4 separate regions of the Sus scrofa genome follow, and all the other regions are linked to region 2. Evidence: chromatin contacts called from public Hi-C data. All regions are on one chromosome and are shown on one strand. The core of a region is the stretch at or near the end of the contact, and the rest is flanking DNA. Distances in the headings are between cores, read along the strand shown.

What was found. Hi-C and Micro-C count contacts between places; a contact is called where the count stands out from the background.
Region 1: a contact with region 2 is called in a Hi-C map of subcutaneous adipose tissue, with 2.1 times the contacts expected there. The contact joins two enhancer-like sites. A contact is called at or near these places in 4 of 47 Hi-C or Micro-C datasets (liver, skeletal muscle and subcutaneous adipose tissue) and 2 of 2 datasets of contacts at active chromatin or transcription factors (alveolar macrophages and skeletal muscle).
Region 3: a Hi-C map of liver shows a contact between it and region 2, with 5 times the contacts expected there. The contact joins two enhancer-like sites. A contact is called at or near these places in 2 of 47 Hi-C or Micro-C datasets (both in liver) and 1 of 2 datasets of contacts at active chromatin or transcription factors (alveolar macrophages).
Region 4: a contact with region 2 is called in a Hi-C map of liver, with 4 times the contacts expected there. The contact joins two enhancer-like sites. A contact is called at or near these places in 1 of 5 promoter capture datasets (liver), 10 of 47 Hi-C or Micro-C datasets (alveolar macrophages, fetal skeletal muscle, heart right ventricle and 6 more) and 2 of 2 datasets of contacts at active chromatin or transcription factors (alveolar macrophages and skeletal muscle).

The regions. Positions count from the first base shown.
Region 1 is chr13:110,677,470-110,680,386 of Sscrofa11.1, forward strand. The region is part of intron 2 of FNDC3B (fibronectin type III domain-containing protein 3B); the gene reads left to right. Among named protein-coding and RNA genes, the nearest start is that of FNDC3B, 91 kb to the left of the region's middle. Within about 2 kb of position 1,287, at least 30 of the 83 cell types and tissues checked have an H3K27ac peak or open chromatin away from gene starts, as enhancers often do. A contact at or near this core is called in skeletal muscle and subcutaneous adipose tissue, where this site is marked.
Region 2 is chr13:110,407,975-110,411,227 of Sscrofa11.1, forward strand. No RefSeq gene overlaps it. Among named protein-coding and RNA genes, the nearest start is that of TMEM212, 4.8 kb to the right of the region's middle. Within about 2 kb of position 2,002, at least 24 of the 83 cell types and tissues checked have an H3K27ac peak or open chromatin away from gene starts, as enhancers often do. A contact at or near this core is called in liver, skeletal muscle and subcutaneous adipose tissue, where this site is marked.
Region 3 is chr13:110,756,880-110,759,862 of Sscrofa11.1, forward strand. The region is part of intron 3 of FNDC3B (fibronectin type III domain-containing protein 3B); the gene reads left to right. Among named protein-coding and RNA genes, the nearest start is that of FNDC3B, 170 kb to the left of the region's middle. Within about 2 kb of position 1,317, at least 7 of the 83 cell types and tissues checked have an H3K27ac peak or open chromatin away from gene starts, as enhancers often do. A contact at or near this core is called in liver, where this site is marked.
Region 4 is chr13:110,871,558-110,874,697 of Sscrofa11.1, forward strand. It overlaps FNDC3B (fibronectin type III domain-containing protein 3B), which reads left to right. Exons shown (of 26, transcript XM_021069801.1): 14 at 617-703; 15 at 2,021-2,159. Among named protein-coding and RNA genes, the nearest start is that of GHSR, 120 kb to the right of the region's middle. Within about 2 kb of position 1,319, at least 2 of the 83 cell types and tissues checked have an H3K27ac peak or open chromatin away from gene starts, as enhancers often do. A contact at or near this core is called in liver, where this site is marked.

The DNA.
Region 1 (2,917 bases), core at 37-2,536, 270 kb after region 2:
TGCTGGCTCAGTCATTTTGTATTTTGTGACTTTGTACAAGTTACTTATCCTCTTTAAGCCTGAGTTTCCCCATCTCTAAAATCTGGATGTTCTTGTGCCTTGACACAGTGTGTAAGTAAGTACCAGTGGGGGCTCCCTTGTCTTGTATGTCCTGCCCTTACATGAAACTCTTCTGCAGCTTTTAGGTTGTATAATTTTTCCCCCCAAAGATATCTGTTGGATAATCATAAATGCTGGCTCTAAATGAGAATGTTCATTCATACATGAAACAGCTAAGACAGCTTCACAGAACATGGCAAGTGGGAAAAGCTCTGGAAGTGAAATGGGATCTCCTCTCCTAGCACAGTTTATGTCTTGATTGCCTGGGTATGGGATTTAACTTTGCAGAATGATGCAGATGTTAACATTTCATCTTTGGTTCCTCAGTACTGCTTTCCCAGCAGAAGCTTTTGTGATGGACACATATATGTGGCAGTAATTGTTTACTCAGATGGCTGGTAGTATTTCGTTTGAGGTAAAAATTAGGAATTTGCCTCCAGGAGAAGTCTTAGGTACTGTTGATCTTGTGGTTAATCATTAATGAGTTAAAAAGAGTTATATTTAGATTTATACCTCTAAGGAAAGATGTGTTATACCTGTTTCAGTTGTTTTGTTGGGTAAAGCTTTCCCAGGATACAGTGTTTAGCCTTTTGCTTAATTAGGTTAATTCTACCTCGTTTTATTATTTCTGTGGACTTTGGAAGAATGGTCACTTATTTTTCATTAAGTCTTAATAAATTTCTTTTGCTTATTTCAGGCTGCTTGGTTTGTATAGCACTAACAGATTTGAAACAGAGCTGATGAAGCAATAGTAGTCTGAAGTATGCTCTTATGATTTGATTAACATAGTTTGGTTTTAACATCTCTGGGGGAAAAATATATCAGAGGTTAAAATCTTTGTTCTTTTTTTTGCCCTCCTGACAAGACACAGAATACAGCATGACTTGTTTTAATGCTGACTTTGGAAAAGCAGGAAATGCTTACTGAGTATACAAAAAATGATGAGGTTTGGACAGTGATATTATGTTTTATATTCTGTATTTAAGAGAACGTGTAACTGTTATGTCTGCTTTGTGGCTAAAAAGAGAAAGAAGGAGGGAAGGAAGAAGAGAAGGGTGAAAGAGGGGGTGGAGAGAGAGAAAGATTGAAAGAGAGTGCTATTCAGAGAAAGAGAGAGACAGACGGACTGATAGACTTGTATATGAAAGGTTACGTGCCAAGGAGCCTGCCAGAGTGTGACTCATGCTCCTCAAGGCTGCGTGATGCAAGGCCTACTGCCGCCATCTCATTCATATCTCTGGTCAGGGACAGATCACTGGGCTGTCAAAACTTTATTTTTATCTCTCCTTTATTGACAATGAAAACAGCAAGGTGGTCCGTCTGTCTCTGCATAATAAAATGCTTTCTTTAAAAATATCTCAATGCCAGGATGAATACAGTTTGCTTAAATAATGGCTTTTGCTCTTACTAAGAAAAATTGATATTGGGACACAGGAGATTTGCCTGGTTTCTGAGGTAACTTGGTAGATTATAATCTGGTTGCCATAGCAACACAGCAGCAGGGAAAATTACAGGAACTAAATATTTGAAGAGAGGTATTTTAATAGGATGTGTACAAGCCCTTTACCTGTCTTTCTCCCTGAAGAAGTGGGGTAGGGGTTGGGAGTGGGCCTCCCGTGAAAAGAGAAGGGAAGGCATAAATAAGGGGCTTTTGGAGGCTGAATGCCTCTGGGCCATTCTTTGAATTGTGGCCTAGTGTCAGTGACCACTGAGGAACTGTTACAGACACTTTTCCTGCAATATGATAAGCAGATAATGTGACAGATCTTGGAACATATTCCAATCCAGAAATCCTTTTCCTGGCCTGGGACTTTCCATAATATTGGTGAATTATATTTTCAAAACTAGCATTTAGGACATGTTATGAGTATAACAGAAGAGAATATATGAAATTGGGATTGTCAAAGAATATCTGAGTCATACTTGTAGTGTTCACTGTTGGTTTTTTTTTTGACTAATAATTCTATAGGCATACATTATTGGTGTCTCTCTCAAGGTTTAAACAAAGCAGATGGTTTCTGCTGTTATAGCAATGTTAGAATTGGTTTAAGGACTTTTAAAAAGATATGGGTGATTGTCTCTTTTGGAGTATTGTTTTGTTCTATTGTAGTTGATGTATGTTCTATGTGTTTATAAAAGTAAAGTTAAATTAAAACTATTTTCATATTAGGAATGACTTTAAAACTCAGTTTCAAGAAAGCAATCGAAATGTCTTAATCACTCCATAGAGATTTGAAGGGATTTCCTTTTGAGTTCCTAGAATGGCACAATGTGTTTACATTGGTGAGAATTTGAATACTTAAGACTGAAAGATTATTGACACAGATCCTGTACAGGAAAAATAAATTGCCTTAAAATAACTTATAATTTAAGAAATGAGAAGCACCAGTGATGAAGCTTGTATTGCTTTTCCCTGAATGGTCCTGTTTTCTCCAGTTAATGTATTTCCAGATTTAAAAATTTTAGTATCCCAGCAGTGTTTCTGGTGGTGAATTATTAGAAGAAGCAAAATACATGGATATTAAAGGCTTAGTTTTTAAAGATGAAATGGTTTTGATTTCAATAAGTAATTTTCAAAAACAGATAAATTATGGTCCATACAGTAAATAAAGTTGACTTCTAAAACTGCGTATTATGAAAGCTTAATTCCTAAGTTGAAGCAGTTGTTTGCAATGGCTTTCCTTATGTTTTATGATGTTCATTTACTTAGTTAAGAGTATTTCTGGAGATTTTACTCTGTGTCATATCTTGCCCTTAAAGAGCCTAGATAAAAGAATGAAGGAACAGACACTAAAATAATTCCTTAATTAATTAATTG
Region 2 (3,253 bases), core at 752-3,251:
AAGAAGTTCACTCAACCTAGTCCCTTTTGGCCAGTGGACGGGGATTTGCTTTTGTGTTCTCTGCCACGTCCACATCCTCATTAAATTCTCATCTCTCCATTTATCTACACCAGGAACTCCATGCCTGAAAGGTTTGCTATCAGTTCCCTCCCAGCTTTTCATCCCTTTTCAAGAAGCTGGGAAGGAAAAGTGATTTGGTTTTATGTTCCTTCAATCCTTGCCCTCCTTAGCCTCTGCTGTGCTTGTTGACAAGTTTTCATTATTTTATAACATAGTCACCAGAGCTGGGCTGAGATCACCAATTTGTTTCTTGGAGCCTTTGAATTGTCCAGCTGGTGGATGTTGGCTTCCATTTACTGGCTATTTGTGTGCCACAAAGGTCAAAGTGAGGCTCCTTGGAGGAACTCTGGGTGAAATCTGTCCAGTAAGAACCAGTTGCCCACTGCTCATACCAGATAGAGGGGAAGCTCTAGTTGGAAGTTCCCAGTCCTCAAGCAGATAACATTCTTCCAGATAAAGGCTTCTTAGGGACAGGCAATTTGGCCACTTAGGTACGTTTGCTCCCTTGGGATTTATTTTAAGCCATGGAATCTTAGATATGGAGGAGTCTTAGAAATTATCTGGTCTAACCTCCACATGTTCCTGAGGACACAAAGATTATAAGAGGCTTTAATTTACTCAAGGTCATACAGCCCTGGTCTCTTTCTGCTGCACCAGGCTGCTCCTCATCATGTTCATTTGTTTTAGCCCACACTCCCTCAAACAGATGTTCAGGAACATTCCATACGGTAACCATCCCCGTCCATCTCCACATTAAGGGCAAGAGCCCACACATGAAGCACTGCAGAATGGAAAACCAGCCCTGGCAATGCTCTGGATAGAAATTCTGGGATTTTTACATCAATACGCAGAAAAGAAACTTTGGTTTTAGTTCCCTCCTTGTTCTAATTTTTAGAAAAGAAATAGCAAGGAATCTCTTTGTTCACTTCTTGGTTAATTTATTTTTTTGTAACTGGGAGTGGAATCAGCAGTTCTAATCAGGTCTCCTTTGTGCGTATGCAGCATCATCTTTGAATTGAGTGCAGCCCTATGTGCCTTGATACTTCATGGCTCAATTTTCAGATGTACATAGGCGTTTAAAAAGATGGAGTACACCTGTATAATGATCTACTAGAGACAGACAAAAATTATAAACTTCAGAGTCAGGTATTCCTGAGTTCAAAGCAAGGATTCAACACTAATTAGTTGGGTCACTTTCGTTATTTATTATCTTAGAGCCTCAGATTTGCCATCTGTAAAATGGGAATAACAATGACAACCGTAGAGGGCTTTAGTGAACACATCTCACTGTTCTTCCCTAACTTTTGCCTTTTACCTGGGTATAACTAGACCCAAAAATGGTGTTTAGTTTCTCATTGAACAATTTGGTTCTTTTCTTTTTCAAAAATGCCAAGACAAGGAACTGAGTGAATATACATTTCCCATATAAAAGGACTTAGAGGTTTGTCCCTAAAACAACTTAAAAAACAAGCATCATCTGAGAACATTTCAGAACACTCAAGCAGCTTCTTTCTCATTCTGCTCCCCCCCCCTTTCCCCCTAATTTGTCCCTTTTGTCCTCCCTACAACTCTCTCGTAAAATGGACACAGACGGCCCATGGCTCCCATCGCTCCTCTGTCCCGGAATCAACTCTGTCCAGACCCAGGCTTTGGATCTGTGAGTGACGCAAGAAGCTGTTTTTGGCCTCAGGAATGTTTTCCTCTATGTCCTGACTCCTCTTGTTGTCCTTCCCTCCTCTCCATCTTTTCCCCACCTCTTTTCCCCAGACACCCCCACTGTTTTCTCTCTTCCTGTTTTCTTAGTTTCATCCCCTCTCCTTGGTGGCCAAAGCACCAATCAATCACCACGGCTGTCACAATCAGTTCTATCTGAGGCTCCTCTATCTCCATGATAAAACAGGATAGGAACGGCCTTTCCAAAAGACAGACATCTCCACAGTAGCCTGTAGGAGGCTGCCTGGCACAGCACGTCTGCCAATAAGAGTGTTTCCTTCCAGCTGCAGAGCTTGGGAGAGCCAACCAACAGCAAATCTGCACAAGTTTGCCGGGTGACACACTTAAGTTGTTTTGCTTTGCAAAAACAGGGGAAAACTCTGATAAACTCCAGATGATTTCAAAACACATTTGAGGGTCTGATATACAAAAGGCAGATAAAAATCTGAATTAGGTCAGTACAAGTTGATGTACAAATCCCTATTTTGGTCCAAACATCTTGCCGACTGAAAGCCTTTCAATTTGACAATTCCCAGTGAGGGATGATAAACACTGAACTTTGCTCTCCTTAAACCCCAAGCCATCATGAGAAGAGAGGGTTCACTCAAAGTTGAAATTGAACAGCCAGTGAAAAGCAGAGGGAAGTATGTATTATGAATGAACATTGGAAGCATTTTTAAGCCGGTTAGGAACCTGCAGTATTTGGTAAGACAAAAAAGTGTATGAAACACATCCACCTGTGTGTCTGTATGAGTGAGCTCTGCAACCTCACCATCGTTCCTATGCTAGGAAGACAGGTTCACCTTGGTACAGAAGGGATCAAAGTTGTTTTTGCCTTACAGTCTTTGTACTGTCATCTACATTGAGCAATATTCTCAAAGATTATTGAGCAGCATGCTCATTTTTTTGCACATTACTAAAGCTATAGATCTCCCCCCCTTTACTTCCTCCCATCTTTTAATTTGAAATGCTCAAACCTACAGAAAAGCTGAAAGCAAGCAGAAAGAACATGAACTTACCTTGTTTCACTGACAGGACATTCCCGTATGCAACCACAATGCCATCCCTACTCCCAAGATACTTAACATTGACTTACTGGTGTGATCTAATAAAAACTCCACATTTAAATTTCCCAATTGTCCCAGTCACCTTTTTATTATCTTTCATGATATGGGCAGTTTTGAGGAGTCCCGGCTAGCACTTTGTAAAATGTCCCAGTAATCTGAGTTGCGTAGTTTCTTTGTGATTAGATTCAGGTTAAACATTTTTACCGAAAACACTACACAGGTGATGGTGTGTCCTTCCACTGCATCCTATCAGGGGTCAACGAGGTCAGTTTGTCTTGAGGTTGGTGATACAAAGCTCCAGTGCTCAGTTAAGATGGTGACTGCCGTATTTTCCATGGTAAAGGTATCCGTTGTGCTTGAATCTGTTTCTGCGCTAGGGTGAGCAGATTATTAATTTTCCAATTTTTTTCACT
Region 3 (2,983 bases), core at 67-2,566, 350 kb after region 2:
TTTTGCGAAGAAGAGATTTATGAATTGCTCATGTTTGTATACTGCATATATCTGTGGCTATATTGCTGTTCAACCATTGATGGGACCATATGTGAAATTCTTGTTCTGATTTTTTTAATTGAAAATGTTGATAATTTTGCATTTTCCCCTTCTTACCTACCCTAATATGTCCTGGTCTTGACCACCCCTGATTAGTTTGTAGTTGTCTGGATGAGGTACCCTTAAAATGTATCATTTATCAGTCTCTTGAGAAGCTTGCTGTTTTTGTTTGTTTGTTTGTTTTAGCTCAGGAAAGACAGCAGTTAATTGGCTAGGAGAGCTTTCTGACAGTCTGTTCCCCAGGCTTAAACCTTCCATTTTCATTTGTCTCAGCCTCCCCTTTGTAAAGTAAGGCTTGATATTTGAAAGTGAAATTGTAGCCTGCTCAGTAACATGATTTGTTTCTGTTGAACCAATGTGCCAGGACCAGAAAGCATCCATGCCATAAAGCAGTCAGCTTCCCCTTGAACAATAACTGTGTCAGCTCATTTTTATAGCTAAGAAAATAACTGGCCAGGGTGACCTAACCTTCCTGCAGGTACTTGGAGGTGTTTACTGACTGCGTTTGATCAGACTTCAAATGGGAGAGTCTAACTATGTGTAGTTGTTGTTTACTGTCAATCTCAGCCTGCCCTTTGTTTTTCACATACAAACAAAAGAGTAGGAGCAACAAGCTGTGTCGACATGTCTGGTCTAAAGGAACTCTCATGTATTCTCTTGGCCTCCTCTACATGGTTTAGGTAGGGTAGAGACTAGAACTATAAATTGAGCTAGTTATCTCAAACCCCATTATTAGGTCCCAGCCACTGGACAATTGAGAGAATTTTTATTAGCAATCAAAACACTTTTGTAAAATTAAGTTAATTTCAGAAGATTGCTGGTCTTTGGTTGAGAGGCAGCTTCTAGCCTGAAATTGTGTGATTGTTAGTGAGTGAATAGCCTTATTGATTGGAGGAAAAGTGGCATCAGGTAGATAAACTATGATTTGTGTGCTATGCAACATTTGGCTTATCTTTTTTTCTACTTCCATAATAGCTATTGGTTTTCTTTAGCATTTCTAATCCATGGATCCCAGACATTTCTCCCTTGCTCTTTCCTTTTTTTGAGGTGCACCAGTTGAAAGAACCAAGGTAGTAAGCCATGTTGGAATGTTGTCTATAAAATGCCTTTAGAATGTTGTCAAAGACTTCCTTTCTGGCACTCACTCTCATGGGTTGGCGGAGGCGAGAGCCAGTCTTGAGGGCAGTTGCAAGGGATCCTCTGTGGTTTGCTTTGTAAACCTCATCAGAGCAATGGATAATTGAACTCTCTCAGTATACTGTGTAATGATATGTTGGTAAAGCTATGCATTATTATTATTTGTAATTCAGCTTTCAGGTGGGCAGTGTTTTAATGTTCTTTCATTTCTAACAGATGAATAATGTAAACCAGATCTTGAGAGGAATGCAGTCACGTATTGTTGTCAGGTTAATAATTTCAGTACTATTTTCAAACTTGCCTCTCTAGAGCATGACCTTGGACTTGTAAAGCAGAACACAAATAAAATAGGAAGTGCCCATTTGCCCCTGTGTTCTTCACAGAATTGTTATGAAAATATCTATTTGCTGTCCTGTCTTTTGCTTGCTGTTCTGAACTTCCCAGGAGAAGGCAGGCTGGGGTGGGAGTTGAGGTCTGGGGCAGAAGAGTGGACAAGGTTTTATTCATCCCTCTTCCCTTTCATAACCCTTTCTGAGAGCAGAGAAAGTGGGTGAGAGAATGAAAGCGACCCCTTTAAAATACGCAGGGCCTCAGTGAATAAGTTCTGCCCCATTCCTGCTGGCACGTTGCTTAGTTGCTGTCTCTGTTATATAGCCTTTTAATGAATAATCTTTCTTTTTTTTTTCTGCACAGAATTAATGGACATTTCTTAAAAACATCAGTTTTTGTTTTATCTCAAGACATTTAAAACAAAATTTAAAATACTCAGCTCTAACAAAATTTTACCCTCAACAAGACTCTCTTGGAGGGTTTCACTGAAATTATGCTCACCCATTCCAACTGTTTTTGTTTTTTGGGTTTTTTTCTTTTTTTTTTGGCACCTTCCTCTTGAATTTGTTATTAGCTAGAATACCAGTAGTTGGGCAGAATGGTCCTCATTACCCTGTATGAGAAAGTGAGGGCTCTCTGATGCCCTTTATGGGCATAGAGAAAACATGCTAGGAAAATTTTACTTTAAAAAGCTTTGAAGAATGCCCTTTTTGATGCCTTTATTTTAATTTTGGTGTTAATGTTTGCAGGAAGTTTTCTTTGTAAAATATCCGAAGCCCAACCTCAGTATTACTGAATTGTATTTGTATCATTCCTCGGAGTTTTGGAATGTATAAGGTCTGGTTTAACTACAAATAAGCAAATCCATGGATTATCTGCCATTAAAATCTGCCATTAAAAATCAAAACAAAGAAAGTGAATCTTAGGGTTCATTTAGATAAGTGTATCTGAGTGTTTTCATTTGTGGTCTAAGTTATGTTCCATTTGGATAGGGTGATGAAGTTTAATGTGAGGAGTAGGGCCCTGAGATCTTGGGAGATCCAGCTTCAGGCTGGATATAATGAACTTGCTGTTTTGTTTTGTCCAGAGATGAACTTTAAGAACCATTTTTCATAGGCCTCCTACATAATTCTTCAATCATTTCTATTGCTAGACTAGACTCTTACCAAATGCTCCTGCTGTTTTCAATGTCTGGGCTACATGCCTGACTCCACACTGAGATACGCAGTGTCTGTTTCAGAAACCTCAAGCCAAAAGCAGGACCCAAATCTGGGTTTCCCCCTCCTCCCGCACTTCTGTGCACCTGTGCATTACTCATTGTGCATGCCATTCTCTCCATAATTAAGAACAGAAATGCCTGTTCTCTTCAATGTCATTGTGTCCTTGGCATCCTGCAAAGGGTCTGGCAACTAGATTG
Region 4 (3,140 bases), core at 69-2,568, 460 kb after region 2:
ATCCGAGCTGTGGCTGCTGGCCTACGCCACAGCCACAGCAACGCCAGATCCGAGCCACATCTGCGACCTACACCACAGCTCACAGCAACACCAGATCCTTAACCCACTGAGCAGGCCAGGGATCGAACCCTCCTCACAAATACTAGTCAGATTTGTTTTCACCAAACCACGACAGAAACTCCTGCATAGCATGTTGGAGCTCAACAGTGAGGACCTCAGTGCAGGAAGACCTTCATGACAACATTGTTAAATAATTTTTTAAGTATATACTGCTTCATCAATCTAGTGGTTAAATTCTTTGTTTAAAATGCTTATTGAGTAACCAGAAAAAGTTTACTCTGTGAGAAAAGCATATGGTGGTACCTATTCCAAAGCAAACTGACATTCTCTCAAAGAGAGAGCATTGTTCTCATTCAAATTAGTGTTAGTCTCACAATAAAGTTGCCCAGATCCAGAATAAATTATAATGTGATAGAGTTACATTTTCACTTTTAAAGAATCAGACTTCTGGCCCACTGGTGATGATAGAAGGAGGCAATATAAAAATTATACATACAAAGTATTTAAGGCCTGGACTTTATGGTACTGATGTTTCTTTCTGGCTTTGCCTTTTCAGGATAACCTTTTCCACCCAAAATACACTGGAGAGGACTTAACCTGTACTGTGAAAAATCTCAAAAGAAGCACACAGTATAAATTCAGGGTGAGTCAGTCATTTTGTTACCTGCACTGCTTAAAAATGAAGCTGTTTTACGTTTCACCCCATGCCATTTTAAATCGACTCTACAAGTTAAAAATTTCTCAAGTTTGCTACACTTTACACTTTTATAATAATATGTGTAAAATACACATCACACTTTTATTCTGTTTTATTTATTTATTGGCCTCACCCCAAGACATGTGGAAGTCTGGGTCAGGGATCGAACATGCACCACAGTTGCAGCTTGCGCCACAGCTACACCAATGCCGATCCTTAACACACTGTGCCACCAGGGAACTCCCATACTTTAATTTTAAAATCCACTTTTGAGAAAGAAAAGCTGTAACAAAGTGCAGCTGTAATGTGCACTACAACATGGATGAAGACCCAAACCAGGTGCCCAGCACACCTCTCTCACCTGCACTTCATACCTTTCTCTCCAGAATTTCTCACTTTAATCAGACTTCCCTTTTATTCTTCATTTTCCTTTGCTCTTATGCCCATTTTCTTTTCTCACCTGTTTCTCTTTTTCTTTGCTGTTACCCACCTCCTCCCCCCTCGGGCTCTGCTTTTGTCATCAACAGTCACCATTAATGTCACCATGGGACTTTGTGTTGTTGCCCAAGACAATTTTGCAATCTTTAAGAGAGAGGAAACAGCAGGCTGCCTTCTGTGCTGCTGTAGTGTTTAGTGATCCTAGCGCAGCACTGTATTTTCTAGTGCAACACTGCATTTTGAAGAGATGTGGTTGTCTTCTGATTCCACCATTCCTTCTCTTAACTTTTGTGCCAAATGGTGTTATTTGATATGCAATAGTCACTCAATAAATAATTGTTATATTATCGAGTGGAATGTGTGACTATTAGAGGAAAATGATAGTTTTTGGATATTTTAGAAAACCCTTGTTATTTGATACTGGCTATGAGAACATAGATACATTGCTAGCATTTGTCCACAAGGTGGCGTTGCCCTATGCTTAAATAAGCGAGGTTATTTTTGTCTGCCTTTTCCCCCATATTTCCCTTCCACAAAACACTATGAACCAGGTGGTGACATACTGGTTTTGTTTTGTCCTCTTGAAAGGGTAAAAAATGTCTTTAGCTAATACCTACCTTATTTTGTTTTTAGTTGTTAATAGCAAAACTATATAGAAAATAAGTACCCCATTAAAGAAACACTTATAAATTAGTGGTTTGAGATTGAGAGAGAATGTCTGTCTGTGTGAGTTTATGGATACCCTGATCTTCCATGTGGAAAGTTTAATACCACTGGTTTAATACCTGGTATCTAAAGTATATTGTTTCCTTGGTTGTGTTGTAGCTGACTGCTTCTAATATGGAAGGGAAAAGCTGCCCAAGTGAAGTTTTGGTATGTACAACGAGTCCTGACAGGCCTGGACCTCCTACAAGACCCCTCATTAAAGGACCAGTTACATCTCATGGCTTTAGTGTCAAATGGGGTATGTTTTGTTGGTGCTCATACTGACGCTTTTTTGACAGATTTTTTAAAAACTTACTAATTTCCATAGTGACAGACCAATAAACAGCAAACCATATTACTTAAGGGAGTTCTATACATTTGGAATAGCTATATGAGAAACATCCTAAGAATTCCACAAACTGGTAAAATTGACCATTTTAAGAGCTTTTCATTAACTTTATGATTTTTCTGATTATATTTTTTCCTCCTAAATTTGGAATGTATTACTGATTTGAATGTGGTAATTTCTGAATATGTCTTTCATTCTCCAATGGCTTGCCCTCAAAAAGTAGCAATATTTCATATAAAAACTGATTTATAAAGTTAATATTGAAAATAAATGTCAAAATTTAGGTATGTCCTCTGAATTAAATTGTGACATACAGAATTTTTAAGTTACTATGAATTAGGAAAACTTTAGTTTTTGCTGTTGTTGTCATCTTATCAAGAGTCATAAACTTCAGGAATTTTTCACATTGAAGTTCATCATGTGGTATATGTGGGTATCTGGTAGAAGGATATTGTGGCTCACTTGCTGTGTGAATTACTTCAGTGAAATGACTGCCATCAGAATGTTGATAAATATTTGCAGTTGTCTGTGAAACTATTATGACATGTGTGAGTCATATAGTAATATTAACTACATAACCAGAAAAAAAGGGAAAAGAAAGTAGAAATCTAAAATAAGATTTTACCTGGAAATCAAGTAATATAAAGGGAATTTAAAACATTATTAAATCACTATTGGAGACTAACCCCTGAGACATATAACTGCTTCAGTTACCCAAAGATTTTGAGGTAGAATTAGTCCCTGGAAGATGGATGTGATTAAGAGAAACTATAAAAATCTAGATGTGCTTTTGGCCAAATCAAAAGCTTTTTTCCTTAGAAAATCCTGGAAAGTTCTGTCAACACTGAATATTTACTTTTAGTAGCCATAGTTGGAATATTTAACTTTTTT